Regions from separate parts of the Mus musculus genome. Here region 2 is linked to region 1. A link is a contact called in public Hi-C data. All regions are on one chromosome and are shown on one strand. Each heading gives the region's core, a stretch centred on a gene start, on an enhancer-like site or on the middle of the called end of the contact. The rest is flanking DNA. Distances are from core to core; before and after follow the strand shown. Region 1 holds the start of Gabra5 (gamma-aminobutyric acid (GABA) A receptor, subunit alpha 5). Region 2 overlaps Gabrb3 (gamma-aminobutyric acid (GABA) A receptor, subunit beta 3).

The links. A called contact is a pair of places that touch in the nucleus more often than the background predicts.
Region 2: a contact with region 1 is called in a Hi-C map of cortical neurons, with 3 times the contacts expected there. The contact joins the enhancer-like site here to the promoter of Gabra5 in region 1. A contact is called at or near these places in 1 of 39 promoter capture datasets (hippocampal neurons), 3 of 484 Hi-C or Micro-C datasets (cerebral cortex, cortical neurons and nephron progenitors) and 1 of 9 other capture datasets (embryonic stem cells).

The regions. Positions count from the first base shown.
Region 1 is chr7:57,506,919-57,511,845 of GRCm38.p6, forward strand. Gabra5 (gamma-aminobutyric acid (GABA) A receptor, subunit alpha 5) reads right to left here and starts at 3,091. Exons shown (of 11, transcript NM_001362162.1): 1 at 2,822-3,091; 2 at 1,580-1,639; 3 at 1,061-1,220. The coding sequence starts at 1,146.
Region 2 is chr7:57,703,228-57,708,289 of GRCm38.p6, forward strand. The region is part of intron 3 of Gabrb3 (gamma-aminobutyric acid (GABA) A receptor, subunit beta 3); the gene reads left to right. Among named protein-coding and RNA genes, the nearest start is that of Gabrb3, 110 kb to the left of the region's middle. Within about 2 kb of position 3,129, at least 7 of the 459 cell types and tissues checked have an H3K27ac peak or open chromatin away from gene starts, as enhancers often do. A contact at or near this core is called in cortical neurons, where this site is marked.

The DNA of each region.
Region 1 (4,927 bases), core at 1,841-4,340:
GGGAAAAGAGACAGAGACAGAGCTAGACCTATAGAAGCAACAGAGACAGATATGAGAAAGATGAGGCAAGAGAGAAGAGAAAAGAAGAAAGAAAGATAACAGGGGTAAAAGGGGAGATGAGAAGAGATAGGGAATACAGATGGACAAGGTTTTCTCGGGTGCTCAGAATACATCTTAACTGCCCCAGGCACAAGCACGAACCCTCGTGGGAATTTTGTTCATCAGAGTGGGCCTGTGAATACCTGCCAAGTAGCCCGTATACTAGCCATATAAATGGAAACAGGTGACTGCGCCCTGCAGTCCTTTAAAAGTATCCGAAGTGTTCCCTTGGGAAAGAGCACTGGTAAACAGGAAGTGAAGGGGCACACTCTGTGCAGTGAGAGTACTTCAACCTGCAAGCCTTCTGATTAGCCAGGACAATTTGGGGCAGTGAGGGACACAGGAGAGAAGAGGAACACTGATTACCTTCTAACCGCATGCATCTTGAGTGTGAGGTATTACTAGTTTGCCAAGGAAAGGCTAGCATTAGTACAGAGACGCTAAAGGCACAAATGAAAGAGGTCAGGCGAAACGACATTTCCAGAACCTCGAGGGTAAGCCAGGCATAGTTTATGATCTCTGTACATGGCTCAGGCCAAGACTATTGTGGAACCCTTTCCATGACACAGGCACTAGCCTGGCTTGAAAAATAAAAATCAGTGACATAATGGACTCAAGGAGAGGATGGAAGTGTGGCACACTTGTCTAACAGCAGCAGATGTCCTTAACACACATGAACTTCTGAATCTCTTCCAACCCAAGTAGGAGGAAACAGCTTCCTTTAAGCCATCTTCTGCTTCCACTTGTAAAAATCCTCTTTTCTTTTGTCTAACTCATTTCTGAGACCCTGCAACCAGAAACCGCCTTGCTCAGGAAGAAAGCATGGGTCAAGACATATTCACCACAAACCGAAGGGTACAGGACTGCAGAGGTGGCAACCAAAGGGTTGTCCTGTTCTGCAGGGCTTCACAATAGCACAAGCCCCCAAGACCACAAAATGAGAGCACGTGGGATAACTTACCCAAAGTGACTGGATAAGGTCATGGAAATACAGAAGACAAGGAGGGTTTGGGTCATGATAAATCTAGAGAGCATTCCATTGTCCATTCCCAGTAAGAATAATAGTCGAAGCAGATGAATTTGGAAGAAAAACTGTTCTTGCCTCCAACTTGATCTTGACGCTGAAAGTAGACAAAAGGGAGAAACACATGAACACGGATGTTCCCGTCACTACAGTGAATCCAACCATGCTGCTGCCACAGTGAAGCTGACAAAGACTGAAGCCTGGCCCTTGTTACTAGCAGACTGTGCCAGCTCAGTTTGCACCATCTCCTCTGGGCAGCAAGGCGGTGTAAAAAGGTGACAGTTGCAGCTTTAGTTCACTTTTACAGAGTGTACAGTCGTTTTAATAGACTGATTGCATCCCTTAATATTGTACTGTTTTAGCAGGGTATAAATGACCCAATTATTAACATAGGTCTCAAAGTTATCTGACAATTGCATTTTGCATCTATCAAATCCACAAGTTAGATAAATTTACCTTTCTGAAATATTTGCCACACGTTCAAAGCCAGCAAGCTGCTTCTTGTTCTGCAAGGTGCTGAAAGTGTGTGGGAAGAGGGGGAAAGGCACATGTCAGAAACACGTCTTCTATAGGATCGCAATGGTAGACTTGCCGGTGAGGGTCAGACTTTCTGGGTTGGCATTCTGCCCCCAGGACTACATGGCTTAGTAATCACGACACTTGGAACATATCTCTGTTCTTAGCTAGACGCTGGTTAGCGCAGTGGTAATCCAAGCAAGCACTGACCCTGGGCCAGCAGCAACCTTAGAGAAGGCACATAACATCTCAACATGCGCATAACGCAAATAGATGCTCAATGCACACGAGCAAGCCAGAGTTCCAAAAGAAACACATTTCTACGGAGACACCCCCCAACCCCAAAGTCCAGAACTGAAAAACCACACAACAGGTACTTCCATCTCGAAGGATAAGGCCCTCTGAGATTCCCTTCAAGAATAGAAGGCTGGCATGCGGTGGTCGCTTGGGCGAATCCTAGGGCTCGGCGCCGGTAGCCAGGCGAGTCTAGGCGGCGAGCACGCGGCGCCGCATGCAGGAAAACCCGGGCGGTGCCTTCTGCTGCCCCTGAGCCCCCGACTTCTCGATCCCCACAGCGAGACTGCTCTCCCTGGGGCCCCCCAGATTCCGGTGCGAGCTCACCAGTGCTGGCGCACAGCGCAGGTGGGATAAGGGGTGGCACTGCGGAGCCGCAGCCTCCGCCACCCCGCACCTGCTGCCGCTCCGCAGCGCCACCGGACACCTCTGGTGGTCCTGCCCTCAGGCTCGTCCCTCCAGACCTCCTTAGCCCCCAAGCCCGCCAGCTGAGCGCTCGGCAGGCAGCGCCTTCTTCCTCTGCTGCGCGCGGTGCAGTGGCGGCGCAGCCAGAGCCCGGCCTCGAGCAACCCGCGCGACAGGCGCGCGACACCAAGTGGGGCCCGCGCCCACCGCGCGCCCCTGCTCCTGAGCGGGAGCCGCCTTCCAGGCCGGCGAGCTCCACGACGGCCGCAAGCAGCAGCTCTCTGCTGTCCACCGCGAACCAGGAGGCGCTGCGCCCACAGCCCCGTCCAGCCGCGCCACCGGATCCCCTGCCCTCCGTGCTGGTGGCCTCCGCAGTCTCCGGGCAAAGTTTGCACTGCGGGATCCGAGAGCGCCCAACTGCCCTGCGCTCTTCCTGATTCTGAGGCCGGGGTGCCCGCAACGGTGGCCGCCGCAGCTCCTTACCCTACGCGCGGGCCCCGGCTGGCGAGCCGTCGGCGAGGGCGCATCCTGCTTCGCCGCCGCCCGCTGTCCCTGCGCGGCTGGCTGGTGCGGTGTCACCGCCCCATACTGCCGGAGCGAACTTGCCCGGCGCTCGGCGCCGAGGAGCCCCGGAGCCCTGCGCTCCCGCTGCCGCCTTGCGGCTCTGTTCCGCGCCGCGCCTGAGGCCGCGCGTTGCCCCGCTGCAGATTCCCCCAGCGCCCCCGGCGGACTCGCGCTCGCTCTCACCTCTCCAAAGCGCCACATGTCGTCTCTGGGTTTGAGGAACGTCCCTCTGCCTAGGCGCCCGGTAGAGGCCGCCAGACTCTCATCAAATGCACGGCCCCCGGCCCCCGCTCAGCCCAGGAAGCGGGCATGGGAGCTACTGTCTGACCCGCTTCGGGAAAGACCATGTTTCTGCTGAAGTTGCTTGTGGGCATTGGAAGCATATTTGGTTCCCCCTGGAATAATCGCTAGTCACCTTTTAGGACAGAGGAGGCAAGGTGTGGGGACTGACATCAGCATCTGTAACCTAGGTGGATGCTTATGTCAGGTAGGATGGCCAGCACTTTTTGTTCTAACTCAGGAGCAACCTTGAATTTACCCAGCCATTCTTTTCAGAAAGAAACTGGTGCAAGAGAACCCTCATCATTTAATTCACGAAGAGTAATTATTGCTGGATCTTACAGTGAAACCCTTTCACAATAGCAGTGCATGTTTAGGACGTTAGTGAAGACTCATTCCTTGATAAGCTATAGCATCCTTAATGCAGATACAGAGTATGGGGTCGCAGATATAAAAGTAGGTCACAGGCGGTGCAAAGCTTTTCTGTGCCCCTCTGGGGGCTGGAAGGAAGATATTACCTTCTCAGCGGGCACTTGCGGTTGATTAACGTGTTGGTCCAATGTCAGTATCATAGTTTATGCGAGACAAGGGCAGCCAGGACCAATTACGACTGGGAAGAAAAGGCCCTTTCAAATGTTACACAAACTGGACGCGGAGGCAGCTCCTTTCTCTACTGCAGTGTGTTGTTTCCACTGGAGTAAGCTTAGAGCTTGCTTAGCGTACAGAAAGCACTGGGTTCCATTCCCTGCGCTATGTAATCCCCGCACTGTTGGCATATGCCTGCAATCCCAGAACCCAGGAGGAAGAGCAGAAGCTCAAGGTTATTGTGCAGTCTACTGAGTTCTATGCCCTCCTGGTATCCATGCTAACCTGTCCAAAACAAAACAAAACACCAGAAAAGACTTGAATCGAAATCCTGGGGTTTGCTTCGGTGTTGCAAATTTTGTGGGGCACAGACTGTTCAGTGACTTCTAAGTGACAGCACGAACAGTCAAATCTCTCTCTCCCTGTTGGATCCTTCTTTAACAGCGCTGAGCAGAAAAGCCCACCCAAGCCTCTACCCATTCTCCAGTTGGGCCAAAGTACTTAATGGCACTTTTACACATTATAGAAACTCTGATTTTTCCAAAATGAGAACCTGTAAAATTATTTCAGAAACAGGATATAAGTATTACCTTTTTTGCACACATGTAATAGAGCTTACCATGACTATATAGTTAGCCATAGTCTTAAATGACTCTGAGACAAGGGATTCTTCTTGATAGAACATATTCATTCATTCAAGTGGCTTTTCTAAGATGGATAAATTGCACACATGGATTTCTCCATTTGCTGAGTTCTCTGAAGATGTGCCACTAGGATAAAGTTCCCTGAGTAGTCTATAGTTAAGATTCTGAAGGTCCCCTGAAGATTCGGGTTCTAGAGTCTTGATTACCTGCTAGTGAGGCAGGTGGGGAGTGGTGTTAGGTGCTGGGCCATCAGAAGTGTACCCTTGAAAGGGAATAGAGGGCAACCCCTCCTTTTACTGGTTGCTCCTGATGAGCACCATCCTGAAACCCTGCCCTCCCAGCTGCAGAGGACTAACTAGCCACAAACTCAGAGGCAATGCCACGGAAATCCCTAGGACTCCTCCTCAAAGGGACCTTTTCTTCTTGCAACTTGTCTATTCTGACTTTTTTTCATCATGGTGGATGCAAATATAACATAATAATTAAAATCACCAAATTTTTAAACAGTCAATTTGAA
Region 2 (5,062 bases), core at 1,879-4,378, 200 kb after region 1:
TGTGAGGATTAAAAGACAATGGACCAGAAAGACGAAATAGCTTTCTAAAGCTTCTACATGGGTGTTGGTGTGGGCTTTCGAGTCCTTACCCAACCACACCCTCTTCAGCTGTCACTTTACACAGAATAGAAATTATATATAAAGAGGAGTGCATTCACTTGCTGTTACTGTGACTATGAGGACTACTAACTTCTATTTGGACTGTCCCTGTTGTTTCTAGGTTTCCATTGATGCTTTCCTCTCAGTGCTTAGTTGCTGGTTACTTTCAAGCTTTCTGTGTACTTTGACAACCGATGCTTCCTCTGAGGATTTTCCCTGTGACTCAATTTTACTTTTATAGGGTGAGAGGTTTCAATTCAATGGCCTTTAACAATTCCTCCTGAAAGAGATGCTGCTGAGGTCAGTCAATATACAAGTGAAGCAACTGGCCTTGAGCTCTTGCCAGAAGGAGTAGCCTGTTCCTCCCATGCTCTGTTTTTAATAACTAAAACACTTTGTAGATCATACCAGGAAGCACAGCGGGCTTTGGTCCTGTGGGCATGAAAGGCAGTTTTTTCTGGGCCTGGTGCCCAAAGAGAAGCAGCTATGAGAGGATCTGCCTAGTTCTGCAGTAACTTGATATACCAGGCTACTACCCAGATGGGGGGAGGGATTTGCCCCTTCTTAGAGTAGAAGGGGAGGATGGGGGAGGAATTGTGTGAGACAGGGACTGGGAGTAAAGCAGGGCTGTGATCAAGATGTAAAGTGAATAAATAAATTAATTAATGGGATAAAACAAACAAGGAGAGAGCAAAAAAAGAAAAAAGAAAGAAAGAAAAGTCTTAGCAAACATAGAAATAAAAAATGGGAGGAAACATATATCAACAGGGTTAGTGAGAAAAGAGGAGGTACAGTATATAAATAATCAAATGAATTTTCAGGCTTCTCCCAAACAGTAATAGTTATTTTAAATGAAAATGTCTAAACAGGAGATAAAAAGCAAGGACCATCAGAGTGGATTGAAAAAATAACATGCTTGTACCATATGTTATCCCCAAGAGATTTAGCATTAAATATAAAGTATAGGTAGGTTGGATGTAAGATGGTGGCCACATGTATTGCTCATGCCAATAATCCCAGGAGGAAGGAGGACTGCCATGATTTGCATGCCAGCCTGGGCTACTATTGAGTTCTAGGCTAGCTTACACTACAGAGGAGACTTTGCTCCCCAAATATATAAACAACTCCAAACAGAAAGTAAAAAGGAAGAAAAAAAAAGTGGTGTGTGTATGTGTGTGTGTGTGTGTGTGTGTGTGTACATAGAATGAAGGTGTTATCTCTCAAAAATCCATGCAGACTGTGGTTCCCAGAGAATGAGATTAAGACTGCAGAGTAAGATGTTGCATGACAATGAGAAGTCTATCAAGGAGACTGAGGAATGGAGTGCGCATTGACTAGAAAACATAGTTTATGTAGCTAAAGCCCTTACAGATGAAAGGAAAAATAGTCAGATCTATTTTATACTTGGAGATGTCAGTACCTGACTCTTGACTAGGTAATTTGTAGAAACCACACAGAAAGCCACATGAGGTTTCTGAGATTAAGGAAACTGAAAGGTTGTAGAATTCCTCAGACATTGCTATGCATTAGAATGAGGGGGAGGCAGGCTGACTGGTATACCTGGAAAGGAGGCCAGTGGCCACAGAGCAGTTCTGAGTCCTGACTGTAGATCTTTACAAATGAGATCATGTAGAACTACACAGACAAGCACATGCCTGTAAAGTTGGTGTAATCTCACAGACTGGATCCACCTCAGTGTCCTTGTTTTGATATTTTCCTTTAGTAACCCAGGCTAATGTGTCTTGGGTACATTGGACCTACGCTCTCCTTTCCTCCCTCTCTGCCTCCCTCCATGGCTCCCTCCTTATGCTCATCTGTTCATCCCTCCCTCCTTCAGATCTTCCTTATTTTCTTCCTTTTTCTTGCTCATGTTGTTTTATTTTTTGCAAGCCTTGTACTTATTTCATAATGACCTTAAAACAAATGAAGAATTTCTTCACTCTGGAGCTCAGCAGGGTATCAGATTCACACCTGTGCTTGGTAGTGCCTTCCCATCCTCACACAAATCCATCCCTCTTTCTGGATAAATTTGGGATGAGATCGTTATGACAACAGTCTGCTAGGTACCTATCTTAGAGATGAAGCCCTCTTGTCTTTTGTGAGGGCAGAAGCAAAGTTGTTGGTGAGGGATGCAGGCCCAGGGGGGGTCTTCTGGCCTTCAAAGTCTGCGGAAAGGCACTCTGACAGTAAGAGGCATAGTAATTATGCCCAATTGTTCTGAGATTTTACTCAAGTTATACGAAGCTAAAAATAGGGCCATTTGTGTTGTGGTGCAGGTGTAACAGCTGGGAAACCCAGCAACAGAGACGAAAGGTTTTTATTGGTGGATGGGGGTGAGGCTGAACATTCTTGTTTGATTCCATTTTCTTCTGTTACCCATGCATAGAACACTATCTATTTGAATCAACTAGATCTCCTTCAGAACAATCTTTGAAAGAAAAGAATTCACATGATTATGTTTTTATGGTATCAGAAATGCCTATTTTCTTTGTGAAATTGTCAATAATGATCAAAATCATAAGAAAATCAGATGGAGGGAAATATTTACAGAAAAGAATAGGGTGTTTTGTTTTGTTTTATTTTGTTTTGTTTTGTTTTGTTTTGTTCTTCAGATGTTCTGCTCATTCAGTGTATATATGTGTGTGTGTGCATGTGTGTTGTGTCTGTGTGCATGTGTAGCAGTGAATAGTTAATCTGCTTTGGCTTCTGGCTGTCATGCTTCCTCTGCACCCACACAAAAGCTGTGGATTTGAGAATGAAAGACACACACACACACACACACACACACACACACACACACATATACACACATACACACACGCGCACACGCGCGCCACTTAATTTTGATATGCTTTGACTAGCTCAATGTCTGGGCACTTCTAATCCTTCCTGTAGCTAGCACACACTCCCTTCTGGCATTCCTGAGTTAACATCTTTTAAAATCTATTTCATCATAATCAGAGGAGTGGCTCCTAGGGCCACTTTCCAAGATTCTTGTGTGGTGGGCGTTGTTTAAGTCAGCTCTCTTTTCTTCCCTGTCATGGGGATTCTGCCTGTTCTTCTCTCTTCCCTTGGTCCCTTGCCTATGCAATCTAAAAGTCCCACCCAAGTCTCCCTGCCCAGGGGAATTGCTGTATGGCAATTCTTTATTACCAGTTGAAGCCAAATGGGGGTGCAGCTTTTGGGAGCCAAATTAAGACAAAACATTAGAACCAATTTCCAACACACATGTGTCTTTGTGTGTGTGTGTGTGTGTGTGTGTGTGTGTGTGTGTGTGTGTGTAGGAGTACTCATGCAGTCTCCTAGGTAAGCATGTGAATTTATATGTGTATGTGCTTTGAATGCAGGTATGTGCATGTGTGAATATTATACATGTGTGTTTGGTGTGTGTTGCTGTGTACACAGGTAAGCATACCTTCCAGTGGCTCCAGCTGGAGAGTGGAAACATGAGACTCAACGTGTTCATCTCAAATTGTCCCGCTTTTCTGTTTTGACCTGCTGTGGTTTCTGTGAGGACACAGCTTTGCTAGTGCTTTTTATCACCTCTAGTATTTACATGCTATACCTGGGAGCCACAACCCTCCTGCCTCATTTTTGCGTGTGTTACCATTATGCTTCATCATGTCTGGCTACATTTGGTTTTTACACTACTACAGACCTAGGTGGTGGATCCAGTAATTCCTATCTCACTTCGCTTGTACCTGAGGAAATAAAGGCTTGCAGAAGACGGTGAACTCCAGCACCCACACCCTGTTGGTTTACAGATGTTGAATGACATAAAGTGACTGCTCTCTGCATGATAAGCAGGCCTGGAATTTGGCCAGATTTGGGGAATACATTTTGCTGTGAAAGCATTTCAGGCAGTTGCCAGCTGATTTTTGTTCTAAATTTGGCAACTCTTACTCAGATATGTTTACTCAATGTAGAAGTTCATGGAGATGGAGGAAATTGACTTGGGATTTTACAACTCCCTGACCATCTGATATCGGGTGGCTTAAACCTCAGTACAGCAAACCTTTTTATTACACACATTTGGTTGCGATGGAGACAGTCACTGTTCTCATCATCAGCTCCATATTTGGAGGGTCTTAATGCCACTTGCTTATTCAATGCACACTTTCCCCTCAGAGGCCCAAGCACCCTGGAGTGCACTTTTAAAAAGGCTCTTCCACCTTTTCTGTCACAGAGGGTAGCAAGGGACATAAATTACAGTGTGCTTTCAGGGACTGCTGTGTGCTTCAGACTTCTGGACTGCTTCAGTGTAAGCTGGTACCCACTGTAGATGCTGCCTTCCTTCGGGAAACAGTTGGTTACATCGATGGGCTCTTCTTAATCAACGTAATGCTTCATTTTCCACTCTTTCCATGTTCTATATTTAAACTAAAGACTGATGGTTTGAAGATGTGATTCTTGAATTCTCTTTGCTGAAAACACCGTGTAACTGCTTTTTTACTTTGCTGTTATCTTGCTTCCCTTGTTTTAAAACCAGGTATTATCTTTGTTTTCCATCCCAAAGTGAGTCACAAAATGGAGAACAATGGACAACGTGAAGTCTATATTGTGTGCTCCTCACTTTTTCTGGCCGCACTCGAGTCTGTCTATCTGTCTGTCCACTTAGGCGTTTCTGTGTGTCTGTTGTGTGTGACCCTGTGCCTGTGGCTCTCATGAAAATAGAGGAACAGGGTCTATATGGGCATATGGCAAAGTCTACATAAATTTCAACATGTGAATTCATTAACCCACAGGAACAGTTTGATCAACCGATTCCCGATAGTTCCTCTCGCCAAAGATTATGTTCCAGACAGGTACCCCATGGCACTGGTAAATTTTAGTTCCAAATGCTTCACTTTGGTTGACGGTGGTGGATCTAAGGTATTTGCAATGAAAAAAAATGATAATTTTCCATTCAGAGGCCAGCTCATGTGAGTACTAAAGCTGTCATTCTGTGAAAGCTCCCATCCAA